3 separate regions of the Mus musculus genome follow, and all the other regions are linked to region 2. Evidence: chromatin contacts called from public HiChIP or PLAC-seq and capture Hi-C data. All regions are on one chromosome and are shown on one strand. Each heading gives the region's core, a stretch centred on a gene start, on an enhancer-like site or on the middle of the called end of the contact. The rest is flanking DNA. Distances are from core to core; before and after follow the strand shown. Region 1 holds the start of Zkscan8 (zinc finger with KRAB and SCAN domains 8). Region 2 holds the start of H4c8 (H4 clustered histone 8). Region 3 holds the start of H4c11 (H4 clustered histone 11).

What was found. HiChIP or PLAC-seq counts read pairs in DNA pulled down with a chosen protein or histone mark. Capture Hi-C pulls out chosen DNA fragments and counts their contacts.
Region 1: a contact with region 2 is called in a capture Hi-C map of macrophages, with 5 times the contacts expected there. The contact joins the promoter of Zkscan8 here to the promoter of H4c8 in region 2. A contact is called at or near these places in 4 of 39 promoter capture datasets (the 3T3-L1 cell line, cranial neural crest, hippocampal neurons and 1 more), 2 of 484 Hi-C or Micro-C datasets (B cells and olfactory sensory neurons), 1 of 115 datasets of contacts at active chromatin or transcription factors (astrocytes) and 2 of 9 other capture datasets (liver and macrophages).
Region 3: an H3K4me3 HiChIP or PLAC-seq map of pro-B cells shows a contact between it and region 2, with 14 times the contacts expected there. The contact joins the promoter of H4c11 here to the promoter of H4c8 in region 2. A contact is called at or near these places in 12 of 39 promoter capture datasets (the HPC-7 cell line, cranial neural crest, embryonic stem cells and 7 more), 18 of 484 Hi-C or Micro-C datasets (B cells, DN3 thymocytes, the STO cell line and 11 more), 18 of 115 datasets of contacts at active chromatin or transcription factors (T-cell acute lymphoblastic leukemia, VIP interneurons, acute myeloid leukemia and 12 more) and 4 of 9 other capture datasets (adipose tissue, liver, macrophages and 1 more).

The regions. Positions count from the first base shown.
Region 1 is chr13:21,529,406-21,534,089 of GRCm38.p6, reverse strand. It overlaps Zkscan8 (zinc finger with KRAB and SCAN domains 8), which reads left to right and starts at 2,976. Exons shown (of 6, transcript NM_139141.4): 1 at 2,976-3,145. It overlaps Gm32724 (a long non-coding RNA gene), which reads right to left and starts at 3,021. Exons shown (of 5, transcript XR_001780870.1): 1 at 2,936-3,021; 2 at 690-788.
Region 2 is chr13:23,528,883-23,533,095 of GRCm38.p6, reverse strand. H4c8 (H4 clustered histone 8) reads right to left here and starts at 2,052. Exons shown (of 1, transcript NM_153173.4): 1 at 1,618-2,052. The coding sequence starts at 1,981. The coding sequence ends at 1,670. It overlaps Gm11335 (predicted gene 11335), which reads left to right and starts at 2,168. Exons shown (of 2, transcript NR_167693.1): 1 at 2,168-2,419. It overlaps n-TMcat9 (a tRNA gene), which reads left to right and starts at 2,677; the gene lies at 2,677-2,748.
Region 3 is chr13:21,732,628-21,737,151 of GRCm38.p6, reverse strand. H4c11 (H4 clustered histone 11) reads right to left here and starts at 2,118. Exons shown (of 1, transcript NM_178210.2): 1 at 1,696-2,118. The coding sequence starts at 2,056. The coding sequence ends at 1,745.

The DNA.
Region 1 (4,684 bases), core at 1,727-4,226, 2.0 Mb after region 2:
TGGATTTCATGGTTAGTGACTTGGCACTAGTAAAAGTACAAGCAGGCAAGCACGGTGAACCAAACCTGCGATTGTAGCATGCCAGAAGACAAGGCAGGGAGATCATGAGTTGTGTGCCAGTGTGAGAAACATAGAGTATGACACTGTCTCAAAAAGCAAGACCCCTCCCCCACAAAAGTACAAAAGTATGTATTCAAATAGATCCAATATTACAACCCAAAAGGCTTATAAACATGTAACAAGTGAAATTTCTAGACCTAATATCTAATGAATCCCAGACATTTCTGGCAGCAATGACTGTGTTGTAACATGTGACTTCACTATAGGTGTGCTTCTCAACACATAACATGAGCACTTCATGTTGTATTTGCCATTAAGCCAAGTAATAACAACAAATGCCACCTAAAATAACTCAGTTCCAAAATAAGACTATCGAATCTTATGGATCTCAGAGTTTCTACTGTACAAACTTTTCTGCTTTCATACAAAGACAATTTAATTATGGAAAACAAAATATTTTTTAGATGTTCCTACCATTGTTTCTCAGCATGTATCAAATCACAGATACTGGCATATCTCTGATTGTATCATGTTAGAATGTTTGATATTTTTAATTTCTGCTTGAGTTTCTGACTTGAGTTTCATTTTTTTAAGAAATTGTTAAGTTAGCCAGACACAGTGAGTCGCACCTGTAATCCCAACACTTGGGAGGTCAAGGTAGAAGTATGTGAAGAGTTCAAGGTCATCCTCAGAAACATAGGTTGAAGGCAGTTTGGACTTTATGAAACCTGTCAAGAAGAAAAACTAAATCATCAAATTAGTTTTGGTTTGTGATTAAGACAGAATTCCCAGCAATATCTGAAATGACCACAACCATACTTGTGCTACTTTGTACTACATGCTTTTACAAAGTGGAATTCCCAGTATTGTCAATTATAAAATCAAAATATTGCTCTAACTACAGAATCTTACATTCTAACCACAGAATCTTACATCAAAACAGCAACTGGCCCTGATAGAATCTTTAATCTTCCCTCTGGAATTTCAGAGGGAAATTCCAAGCCTCTGTCTTCAGCACTGCTTCCAACATTCTTGTCTTCCAAGCTCCTACAGAACACTGAGGTTTCAACAATCAATGGTCCTTCTAGCCCAAATGTCCAGTCCTTCCACATTTCTCCCCCTAAACATAATCAGGTCTGTCACAGCAATACCCTATACCCAGTACCAATTTGTATAGGGTTGTATTGCTATGATGAAACACCATGACCAAAAAGCAAATTGGAGAGGAAAGGGTTTATTTGGCTTACACTTCTAGATCATAGTCCATCATTGGAGGAAGTCAGGACAGGGACTCAAGCAGACCTGGAGTCAGGAGTAGATGCAGAGGCTATGGAGAAGGCTGTTTACTGTCTTGCTTCCCCTGCTTTGTCCAGCCTTCGCTCTTATAGAACCAGGACTATCATCCATGGATGGCATCACCCAGAATAGACTGTGCCCTCCTCCATTGATCACCAATTGAAAAAATGACCTACAGCTGGATCTCATGGAGGCATCTTCTCAACTGAGGCTCTTTCCTCTCTGATGAATCTAATTTATGTCAAGTTGACACACAGAACCAGCCAGTACATGTAATAAATGCAGAAAAACCTTCATTCAACAAGAACATCTTGTTGGAAATTATAGAACACACACTGAAGTCCTATAAACATAGAGTATGGGAAAGATCTCAGTGGGCACAGAGGTGTTATTAAACATCAGAGAATCCATATAGGCTAAAACCCTATGGGTACATAAAGTGTGGAAAGCCTGTATAAGTTAGGCTCTAACTAGGTATCAGAGAATTTATAGAGTAAATTAGTTCTACTAAAAAGAGAACAGTACCAAAAATTACTTAGTGCTCAGGATTAATAGACAGAATCTACCTTAGAGACCACGAGTGCCCATAATGTGGGCAAAACTTCAATCATCATTTAAAAACTTGAATCAAAGAATATGAGTCAAATATTCTTTTATTTCTAATTTAGTTGTTTTGAAAGAGGAATCAACTTCAGAAGGCTTTAACCTATTTGTATTGACTTACATTTATAATACCAATTTTATAATCCCAAATTTATAATCACTTGATTTATGCTTTTAATCCCAACACTTGGGAAGGTGAGGCAGGAAGTTTGCCCTGCGGCCAGCTAGGGCTACAGAGAGACTTGATCTAAACTAGCAAAACAACAAAATGTAACCCTGTCTATTGTGTTCACTTGTGACCCAAGCTTGGCAATTCCTGGCTGAATATGACTTCTCCCTTCTGTTCTAGTTCTTTGCTTGTCCATTCGTTTATATGACACTAGGTAAGACATTCACATGTCCTCTGCCTCATTTCCTCGAGATGAGAATGAGATTCACCAACTCTATCTCAACAAGTTGAAACAGATAAAAGTTGTCTTTGACATTAAAAAGTAAACCAATGTTCATTGTTTTCCACCAATTTTCTATTTAAATTTTAAGTTAGGGGTCTGGTTATTTTGTAGACGTTTTGTTGTTTCCAACCATAAGTATCTGGAGGATGAGAACACTCATAGTCAAAGAGAAAGCAATGGTCAGTAGGAACTTTATAAATATACTACTGTTCCTAGGAACTACAAAGGTTTAAATTCTTCAATACGCAGTGAAAGTTGGGAATTTGGAGTAATCATGAAGCATTAATGGGAAAGCACAAGGTAACTAAGAAGAATAAAGAGAAATCCGTTAAGTATACTCCTGAGCCCAGCGCAGGCCTCTGGATCTGTGATCAGCCACCCAACTCTTAAACTTGTCACCTGAAGCCCGAGGCTGGCCAGACAAAAGCTTAGGTGACTTAAAGCTATGTCACTCCTCAGGATGTCCCGCATAGCCGCCCTCCACCTGGTGTAGCTGAGGGCGCTCGGTCCTTTTGCTGGCCTACCATAGAGCTGTCAGACCTCCGAGCTTCCTAGAGAGCTTCCGGAAGTGGCTGTGGGGCAAGATGCGTGCTGCCCGGCTCTGCGGCTCCAAGGGTTTGGAACTTAGCGGCTGCAGGGGTCCCGCTCGGGTTCGGTGTCCGTCGCGTCTCCTCGCGCGCTTCCCTGTCCGCGCTGTGCCGCCTCCCGCCCTCGGGCAGCGTGGGGAGCTCTCGGTGAGTGCGCTGGGCCGAGCAGGGGCGCTCGGGCAGCGGAGGCCCGAGAGCGGGGAGCGGGTCGGTTCAGGGCCTGCCGCCGCTGAGCAGGCCGACACCCGGCCCCAACTTCCTACGGGATGGCTCTCCTCATCGCCAGTCATCATGTATATAATTTTGCACTCGCTCTTACTTGTAAAGCCGGCCCGTGTACCAACTGTTTCTACTCAGCAGTTTTGCCGATCGGTCTCAAAATTCATTTTTAAAGATAATAATTTTTTTCTTTTGAAGCCTCTACCCCACGTGGAAATCTTTGATTTTTTTTTTTTTTGTTACTCTTTTTTTTTTTTTTCTACCCATAAAAGAAGTATATTATGAAAGTAGTTCATGTAATGGCTGAACAGTTGTATGCAAAAGAAATACTTTAAGTAATTCTGGGGTAACAAAATTAAACCTTATTCAGAATACTTTGCTTACCTAGTTTATTAAAGCTAACTGAAATAGAATCTTGAAAATTCGGTAGGTTCCCATTCCCAAAACTCGGGTCATTCATGAGTAATCTCTGTTGGATTTCTAAGACGTTGACCACCACTTGACCACATACTTCTATTTGTCCGATTCACTTAAGTATTGCTATGCAGCAATCATCATTTTAGTGAATGTGCACGTTTTGAGTTCCTTGTGGTTAAATATAAAAATGTCAGTCTTAAAAGCATTCATCAAAGCAACTTCCTTGAGAAGCCCATAGCCACGCTTGTGCGTCTGGCCCTCTCCTGAGTGCCTTTCTCCTAACCCTCATGCTCAAGCCTTATTAAAATAACTTTTAAAATCTCCAAAACAAACAAACAAAATGAATGAATGCCATTTCAGATAACTACAAAGCATGTTTGTTTCATCTACTTCTTCTTAATCTCTAAAACCTGGAGATTATCATTCCTGGTTTGTATTCGGTTCTCAGACATCTCTCAAGTTTAATTAATCAGAAAGGAAAGTACATCTCCTGCATCTCTTGAGAAGCCAGTATTTGAGTTGTGCCTTCCTTAGTTTTCAAGGCTTTAACATTTTCGATCCCGAATAAGCCTAAGATTGTTGCCTTTCCGTTCATAAGGCAATCATCCTGACCAGATGTTCTTCAAGGATGGTGTGTAGGGATCAGTGTTTCTCTGTAGGTACTTTCCAACACTGCAATGTGTATGCACAAAATTATTAGAGAGGAGAATGAAATGGCCATGTATGTTGGTGCATGCCCGTAATTAATTGCATGCTGTACTAGGGTTGGGAAATCACCAGTTTGAAAACAACCTTAGAGAATTTTGTTTTGTTTGGGGAGGATAGGTAAGGTCCACTCATGCCACAGTACCGTAGTGGAGGTCAGAGGACAATTGCAGGAGTCTGTCTTCTCCTTCCACCTTGTGGGTTCTGGGAAAGTAAACTCGGGTTGTCAGGCTCAGCAGTGGGCACCTTTATCTCCTGAACGGTCCCTCAGAGCCCCGTGTCTTTTTAACAGTACACCAGTCATATTGGATTGAGGACCTATCTTATTTCAGTTATAACTTCATG
Region 2 (4,213 bases), core at 803-3,302:
CCTCCTTACTACTTTTCCTTGACACTAGTTTTCATCAAACATCTATATTCATTGTTTTGACATTTAACTCAGGTCTTGCCTGTTCTCAGCTCAAACCCCTACCGTAGTTCCCACCTCAATGAGAGCAAACTCCAACAAAATGAACAAGGAACCCTTCACTCACTCATTAAGAGCACTGGCTGCTTTTCCAGAGCACCTGAGGCCCATCCCAGCACATACATAGTGGCTCACTACTGCCTTAAACCCCAGTTTCAGGGGATCTAGCACCCTCTTCTAGCCTTCTTGGGCACATGGTGCACAAACACCCATATACATTTAAATTATTCATACTTATAAATTCCAGAACTCAGAACAGTTGCTGACACATGTTGTGTTCAGATTACTCTTTTCAAGCCTCAGATTATTTTCTTCTTCAAACAACTTCTTAACCTCCATTAGTATATGATACTTTTCGCTTACCCACAGAAACCCTAATCTTTAAAAGTAAAGATGAGAAACAGGAGGTGCTGGGGTAGGTCTTTAATCCCAGCACTCGGGAGGCAGAGGCAAGGGTATATCTGGAGTTCGAGGCCAGCCGGGTCCACAGAGTTCAAGGGCATCTAGTGCTACCCAGAGAAACACGGTCTCAAAAAAGAAAAAGAAAAAAAAGTGGTGGTGGTATCATGATGACGATGACGAGAAACAGTCAGAAGGCTGAACAATGAGGAAAAGTATTTCTGCAAAACCTGTTAAGCTGAGTTGGATCCCTCGGTGGAAGGAGACCCAAAATCCTGTAAACTGTTCATTCACCTAGTAACACACACAAAGTGTTAAATAAACATCACATTAACACCCTGAATTTCTGTGATTTCATAGTATAATCATACAAGTAGATTGCTGGCCATGAAGAAAAGCATCTTTTCTGTCGAGTTTTTCTTTTGACTTTTGGGGGGTTTCTTTGTTTTCGTTTTGTTTTGTTTTTGGAGACATTTAGCCCCAAACTTTCGGTGTACAGTACTCTAAAATCTTATCACTCTTGGCTGAAACCAAATTCCTGAAGATACACTTAGACCACATCGAAAATATCAAAACTGCCTATACTGACTTAGATTTTATTAAAACATCCATCACGAATGCACTCCTACATGTTAACAATCGGGACGTTCCCATAAAGTTGCATATTAGAACTACCAGTTTTTTAATACTTTATCTAATGCCCAACCTTAATGAAACATTCCTTTTTTAGTAAACACCTCTCCACCGTGAGTGCCAGAAAAGCCCACACTGCATGGGTCTCCAGGACACGCCGGATTTCCGCAGTCTGCGCAGACGCTCCAAAGCACAGAAACAGCCAACCACCGTCGGTGCTGTGCACTCAGGCCCGCCCCACGCTCTAGTCCCAAACTGCGCAGCCGCTAGCTCTCGCGCTTTGTCCTTGCAACCTGCACCATATAAACAAAAAACTTTATACTTCCTACTTCAATAAATGCACGCTGCCCGAATATAATTTAAGAATTTGCCAACCTGGATTGTAAATACCTGAATAGTGAGTCGATTAACGTACTTACACAACGCTGCTAACGTTGCACAATCATTTCAAAACGTAAAACACATGTTCGCTCTTTTAATAAGAAAATGTGGGCGGCCCTGAAAAGGGCCTTTGGTTTTGTAGGTCAGAAGCAAGATTCGCTTAACCGCCGAATCCGTAGAGGGTGCGGCCCTGGCGCTTGAGCGCGTAGACCACGTCCATGGCGGTGACGGTCTTGCGCTTGGCGTGCTCCGTGTAGGTGACGGCGTCGCGGATCACGTTCTCCAGGAACACCTTCAGCACACCGCGGGTCTCCTCGTAGATGAGGCCGGAGATGCGCTTCACTCCCCCGCGCCGGGCCAGGCGGCGGATGGCGGGCTTCGTGATGCCCTGGATGTTGTCACGCAGCACTTTGCGGTGGCGCTTGGCGCCGCCTTTGCCAAGACCTTTACCGCCCTTGCCACGACCAGACATGGTGTACTTGCTGAAGAAAAAACCTCAACAGAGTGGAAGGCACAGGCACATTACTTATATGCAGTGTTTTCGGACCTGATTGAAGACTGAAACCCCCTGCAATGGCCCCGCCCCTGGCATGGGCAATGCCTAGTGACGTCACCAACGTTCGTTGTACTCGCTCCTTGAGCTGGGTCCTTTGTCCCCATTCCGGACTTCCCGGCCATTTTAACGAGTTCAGACTAAACAGTTTCTTTAGCAATACATATTTGTCACTTGTAACAAATTTAGAAAGACAGGAGATCTTTGGTGAGCCAAGCGATCACAAATACTGATGTGGAGGTCTCGCTTCCCATGTTTTTATTTTCGGCTGTAAAGGACTAAACACTGGAGAAAATAGCACCATTTCTTCCACTATCTCGACTTAAGGACAAACCTGATCCCAAACTCTTCGCGCAGGTAAATGCGTGGTTGGTCACTAAGACGCGCTGTATTGTTTTCTCCTTTGTCGAATTACTTACTAGTATGTTAATGTTTACTGATCTAGTCCAAATTTTGCTTTCTCTTTGACTCATTAGCGACATTATTCCCAACAAATATTAGCCTTTAGGTAGACAAAAATTAGAAGGTGCCTTCCTGCAGGCCTTTGTATGAAGTAGAGAAACACCAACTGCAAATAAAGTTAAGTATAATATTTTGAAAGGCTCTCTTTAAGTAGCAGAGTGGCGCAGCGGAAGCGTGCTGGGCCCATAACCCAGAGGTCGATGGATCGAAACCATCCTCTGCTATCTGGACTTTTTTTTTTCTTTTTTCCCTCCTCCTAAAGTTAAGTTCGTGAGGTAAATCGATCTCTGCAAAACGGAACTGGAACTTTTACATGGACGCTCAAGTGGTAACTCATGTGTTCTCTTGGTAATAAGTCAGATTTATTTTGCCCAATAAAACCTAAAATCACTACACGAAGGTGAATACAAGTGTAAGAGTGGAGGAACAGAGCTCAGTTTCTTCTATACATAATTCATAAAGCCTTATTTTTCAAGGGTCTGGTGGTAGGAATACATTCATTGATCAGTCCCTATAGATATTCTTTGCAATTACTAGAGTCTTAATCTTGACAACAATAGGTAGTGTTTTGAGAAAAGTGTGTGTAGTTAAGGGAGGATGTGGGGGTCTTCAGTTGAAGTCTGACTGAGAAAACCACTTCTGCTACCGACATTAGTCTCCACTTTCACAAAGATAAATCTTTGCTAAGCTATTGCTATTCTCTACGCTTATTTTTCAAGTTTTGTACTCACTGTCTTTTTTTATTTCTCTCACAGTAAAGATTCCTGTTCAAATTTTATATGTCACACTGTCCTAGAAGTTAAAACACAAAAAAAACATAGTAAGTAGTCTAGAATCAGTACAGATATTTTGGGTTACTTTGTTTTGAGTGACCTTGAAATGCTCCTCTTGCCTCTGCCAACAAGCTGTACTGTGTCTTCTTAAAATAGTTTTTCACTGGATCAGAAAACAGAAATCCAAAGGCCTCTCTCCTGTTAGGCTGTAGAGATGGAAGACTTTATTTCTTCTCAGAGGGGGTTAAAGGTAAAGATCAGCCTTTTTTTTTTTTTTTTTTTTTTTTGCTTCAAACCAAAAAAAAAAAAAAAAAAGTGAAAATTTTTTTTAAGAACTACTTTATGAGCTGCAAGAATAAAATTGATCTCAGCCCCATAACTACCCACCAGTTCAGTGACTTGGGGAAGTCCTTCCGTAACTACATGCGTGTGTAGTTAGGATTACAGGAAAGACTACAATACAGGAAAAGACTGTCACGAAGGAGAAGACTGGAGAAGGCTCTCTTGTCCTCTCCTCCATGGTGTCAGACATCCATCACTCCAGCTGAAAGCCACAGGAGTGTGCATCAGCTATGGCAGTCTAGTACTGTCTGTTCAACAGGAGTTCGAATAGTTCCAGGGAACTGGTTGCCTGGTGACCACATGCTTACTGGTCATAAATTAAATGCTACATTAAGTACACTGCCAGCATGGGTCACAGTCACTCCCTGCTTCAGGGATGGAGAATAAAATTACTACCCAGGAGCTATGAGGACATTCCCGAATTGTCATTTTCAGTGTATGGCTAAGGGTCATTACCATGGCCCTTACCCACAGAACTGAACATTAAATAGAGAAGTTCTGCTCCCATAGCCTTGCCCCAGTGTTATGGAGTGTGCAGCCACTGGGGAAAGACCATACAGTCAATCTGATTATA
Region 3 (4,524 bases), core at 869-3,368, 1.8 Mb after region 2:
AGAGACAGCCTGGTGCTGGAATTAAAAACAACAACAACAACAACAACAACAACAACAAAAAGCAGAAAATCCAGTGGAATAGAATAGAGGACCTAGAAATAAAAAGGCAAAGCTATACCCACCTAATTTTTGTCCTAAAGTGGGAAAAACATGCTTTGGGGAAAGCCTGGCCAACATTGCTGGTAGAACTGGATTTCTGACTGTGGAAGACTGGAAATGAATTTGTATCTTTCATCTTGTGAAAAACTCAGTTCAAAATGGGTCAAAGCCCTGAAACATTTAAACTTTTAGAAGAACACAAAGGGAATGCCCCTGAAGATACTGTGGTAGGGAAAAATTTTTAAATAGAATAAAAACAGCACAGGATCTAAGGTCAAGTTTCAACAGATGGTATAACATGAAAAGTTTCTCTACTGCAAAGCAAACAATCAGAACAGCAAATGGACAACCTACAAAATGGGATCAAATCTAGGCTAGCTCTGTATAAGACTGGAGATTATGTCCAGGATTTACAAAGAACTCAGGAAGTGAATGCTAGAAAAATGAAGCTGCTGATCAGCACATAACTTGAATCAATAGTTTTCAAAACAAAGGTAAGTGGTCAGTGACTATTGTTAAGTGCTCAACAATAATCCAAGACATCAGGGATATGCAAATTAAAACTATTTAATGTGTGAAGTGGTTTGAGATACCACTTCAGTTAGGATGAAAGCCATCAACAAATGTTGGCAAGGATGTGGAGGGAACTCTGATTTACTGGTATTGGGGTGCGGGGTGGGGTACAAATCAATACAGCCACTGTGGAAATCAGTTCGGATATTCTCAAAAAATTAAAAATAGAACTCCAATATGACAAAGTTATTTTAAACCTGAGCATATATTCAAAGAATATAGAGAATCATAGAGATATTTTTTTACCTCAATGTTAATTACTGCTTTATTCACAATAACAAAGAATTGGAATCAACCTAGTTGCCCATCTACAGAGAAATGGATAATGAAAAATTTGTTAATCAAGCAAACATACATAAATATTACTCATCTCTAAAGAAAAATGAAGTCATAAAACATGCAGGAAAATACATGGAATTAGAATGTGTATTAAGCAAAACCACATGCTCTCTCCCATGTGGAACAGACTAAACGCAAGCATTGGACAACTTAAATTGTTTCTATTGACATTTATGTGGAAGTGTAAACGTAGTAACAGTGTACCTTCATTAACTGTTGACTCTTGGCCGTTTTATGATTTATTAATTAAAGTTTTATGGCTTATAAAAACTCAATTCAGAAATTCACACCTCCCCCATATTGGCAGTTTTATTCAGAATTTTATTGCATCCGAGACAGCATAGTTTATAAAGCCAGATCAACCTCATTCTACACAACTGAATGTACAAATCCTGAACTTAAGTGGTCTGTCGCAAGGTATGAAATGACTTAAGTAGGGAAGCATCCTTAAGAGGTGGAAGCAGAAAAATGGGCAAGTATAATAAAACTGCCTAGAACAAATAAAAAGAGTGAAACCATGTGAACACCTAGTGAACTCACCACTTGACAGGACTATTCAGCTTTCCTAGCATTGTTCCGCATGCAAATTAAGCACATACATGTTCGTTCTGATTGGACAACCTGTTACGAGCCGTTTTCACTCCAGTTCTCAGTTAACAAGCGTCAGCTCTTCTGTAAAAGATGTGGTGGTCCTGAAAAGGACCTTTAGGGAAATATAGTGTAAGCGAGCAGCTTAGCCGCCGAACCCGTAGAGGGTGCGGCCCTGGCGCTTGAGCGCGTAGACCACGTCCATGGCGGTGACGGTCTTGCGCTTGGCGTGCTCCGTGTAGGTGACGGCGTCGCGGATCACGTTCTCCAGGAACACCTTCAGCACACCGCGGGTCTCCTCGTAGATGAGGCCGGAGATGCGCTTCACTCCCCCGCGCCGGGCCAGGCGGCGGATGGCGGGCTTCGTGATGCCCTGGATGTTGTCGCGCAGCACTTTGCGGTGGCGCTTAGCGCCACCTTTACCGAGCCCTTTCCCGCCCTTACCTCTGCCAGACATGACTGCACTCAGGACAGCTCAGAACAGAGATGCTGACCGGGAGCCTGAGCGCCGTCTTTTTATACTGTAGCGGGCGGACCGAAATGAGAACCTGCAGGGAGGAGGCGGGAAGTTGCGCCCGCGGCCGTGGGGGAGGGGAAGACTTACCAAAAAGAAAAAGGGCGCCTTTTGTTTCCCTGTCTGTGCTTTCTGAGGGAACTAGCTCCTCACGCCCTTTTAAGAGTTTGGAGAATCGAGCGCACAATCAGTACACTGATTGCACAAAATACAGAAAGCCAAGCGGCCCCTTAACAACCGGTAACCCCGTCCAGAGAGGACACTGCAGGCGGCTGCTAAGGCGCTTTGGTGCTCAGTACACACTTTCCACCGTGCAAACCGTGCTCTGAATTACCTTGTGTTCCTTCTCTATTGTAACCGCATTTCAATTTTTTTTTTTAGTTCAAACTTCCAAAAGGCCATTTTAATATGTTTATAAGAATTTATAGAAACCTTTAAGCCGATTTCAGTTCACAGTTTGCTTGGACCCCTGCTCACACCACACAATCTGGGAAACCCTGTCTGCTGTCCTTCCCTCAACCCCATATGCTTGGAGAAAACTTCAGGCTAACATGTCATCACCCTCACCTAAGAGTTTCTGGCAACCAACCCTGGCTTGGAAAAGGGCAAGACAGGGTCTAAACACTATCTCAGTCGCCCTTGGGGTGCCTACTTCAAAATTTATCCAAAGTGGGCTGGAATCCAAAATGCCTGACTTTCCTTTGTTCTTTGGTCTGCCCTCAGTACACGCTGACCCGTCTGGATGGCCACTAGAGGGCACTCTTGACTATAACATCCTTCGTGATCTTGAAATTTTCTGCTGGTTTAAGAATGGTCTGGACTCCCTTTGTTCACGTTTTGGGGGAACTGAATTCTTGTCCCTCCGTCTGTAGTGCTCGATGGCTTAGGCCAAGGTTGCAGCATTTTCAGACATACAGGGACTCAGACCTCGAGCAACCGTCATCTGAATCACTGGGTCTCCACCCCTTCTCTTCTTCTCTCCCCCTCCTACACACTAAGTGCTTTGTCTAGTGGACAGCCTTCTTCTCTGCACCCAGGCCTTTCTCCTATTCCACCTAATCCTTTCCCAATCCCACCCCACCTCCCCCACCCCCCCCCCCCAAAAATCACATACTCTGCTTACTGAAGTCTTCTTGCCTATACCAATGCCTTCTGTCTTCCCCTCTGAGCTAAAGGCCATGCACAATTAGCCTCTTCCCCTTACCCACCTTCTTCCCCTCCTCCCTGCTCCTCCTTCTTCTTTACAGGTTCCACTTATAGGTTAACCCTCTCCCCTTTATCCACTTCCACCCTCCCTGCCTACTCTGCTTCCTGCCTCTACTTCGTTGCTGACACCCACACCCTGGCCCCATCCACACTGGCCTACTACCCCTGGAATCTCCCCTGTAGCCTCTTATACAGGGTCCCACCAAACCTGTGCTCCCTTCTGCCCTCTCCAGGAAGCAGTTGGAGTTGAGGGTGTTGTTGAGTTCATGTTCCTTTTCCTCCTCAAGACCTCCCCAGATTGAAAAACTGCTAGGATCCTTCTCTGTCAACCGGTCTGCCAGTGTTAAGGCGTTCCGGTCCCTTCGCCAGTCATTAACATGAGGCACGACCTTTATATCATCCAGGCCTCCACTCTCACTCTCACACAGTGTGAATGTGTGCCAGCCAGCAAGCAGACCAGACCCATCTAGTGGACGATTGATAGTGCTGTGCTTGTGAGTCAAGTTGACAAGGAGCAATTGTGTTGCTTTTGTGTGTCAGCTTGACACAAGCTAGAGTCATCAGAAAGGAAGTGGCTTCAGTTGAGAAAATGCCTCCATAGGATAGAGCTGTAAGGCATTTTCTCAATTAGTGATAGGTTGGGGAGGGCCCAGACCATTCTGTGTGGTGTCATCCCTGGGCTGGTAGTCCTGGGTTCTATAAGAAGGCAGGCTTAGCAATCCATGAGAAGCAAGCCAGTAAGCAGCACCCCTCCATGGCTTCTTCATTAGCTCCTGCCCTCAGCCCTGCTTGAGTTCCTGTCCTGACTTCCTCCAATGATGGACTGTGATCTGGGTGTGTAAGCCAAATAAACACCCTTCCCCCCAACTTGTGTTTTGGTCACAGCAGCAGAAACCCTAAGACACCGCAGCATCTCGTGTCTAAAGTCAACTGTGCTCTTCTGCCATAATATACTTGGGGATTCAACTTAGCCAGGGCTCTAAGACCCTTATCTGCAACTGTGTGTGGCCTCTGAGGGACCTACAGCCCCCAATGGTTGTGATCAGATTCTTTCATTTTTGTGACCTGGTTCTTCAGACATTGAATCCCCAGTGTTACTATTATGGCTAAGCCACTATACCAAGTGGCCAAGGAAACCCCCAATGGGACTCTCACTCACGTGGCTATATAGCTCTTTCAGAGTCTTCTTGGCCCTACTACCTCTT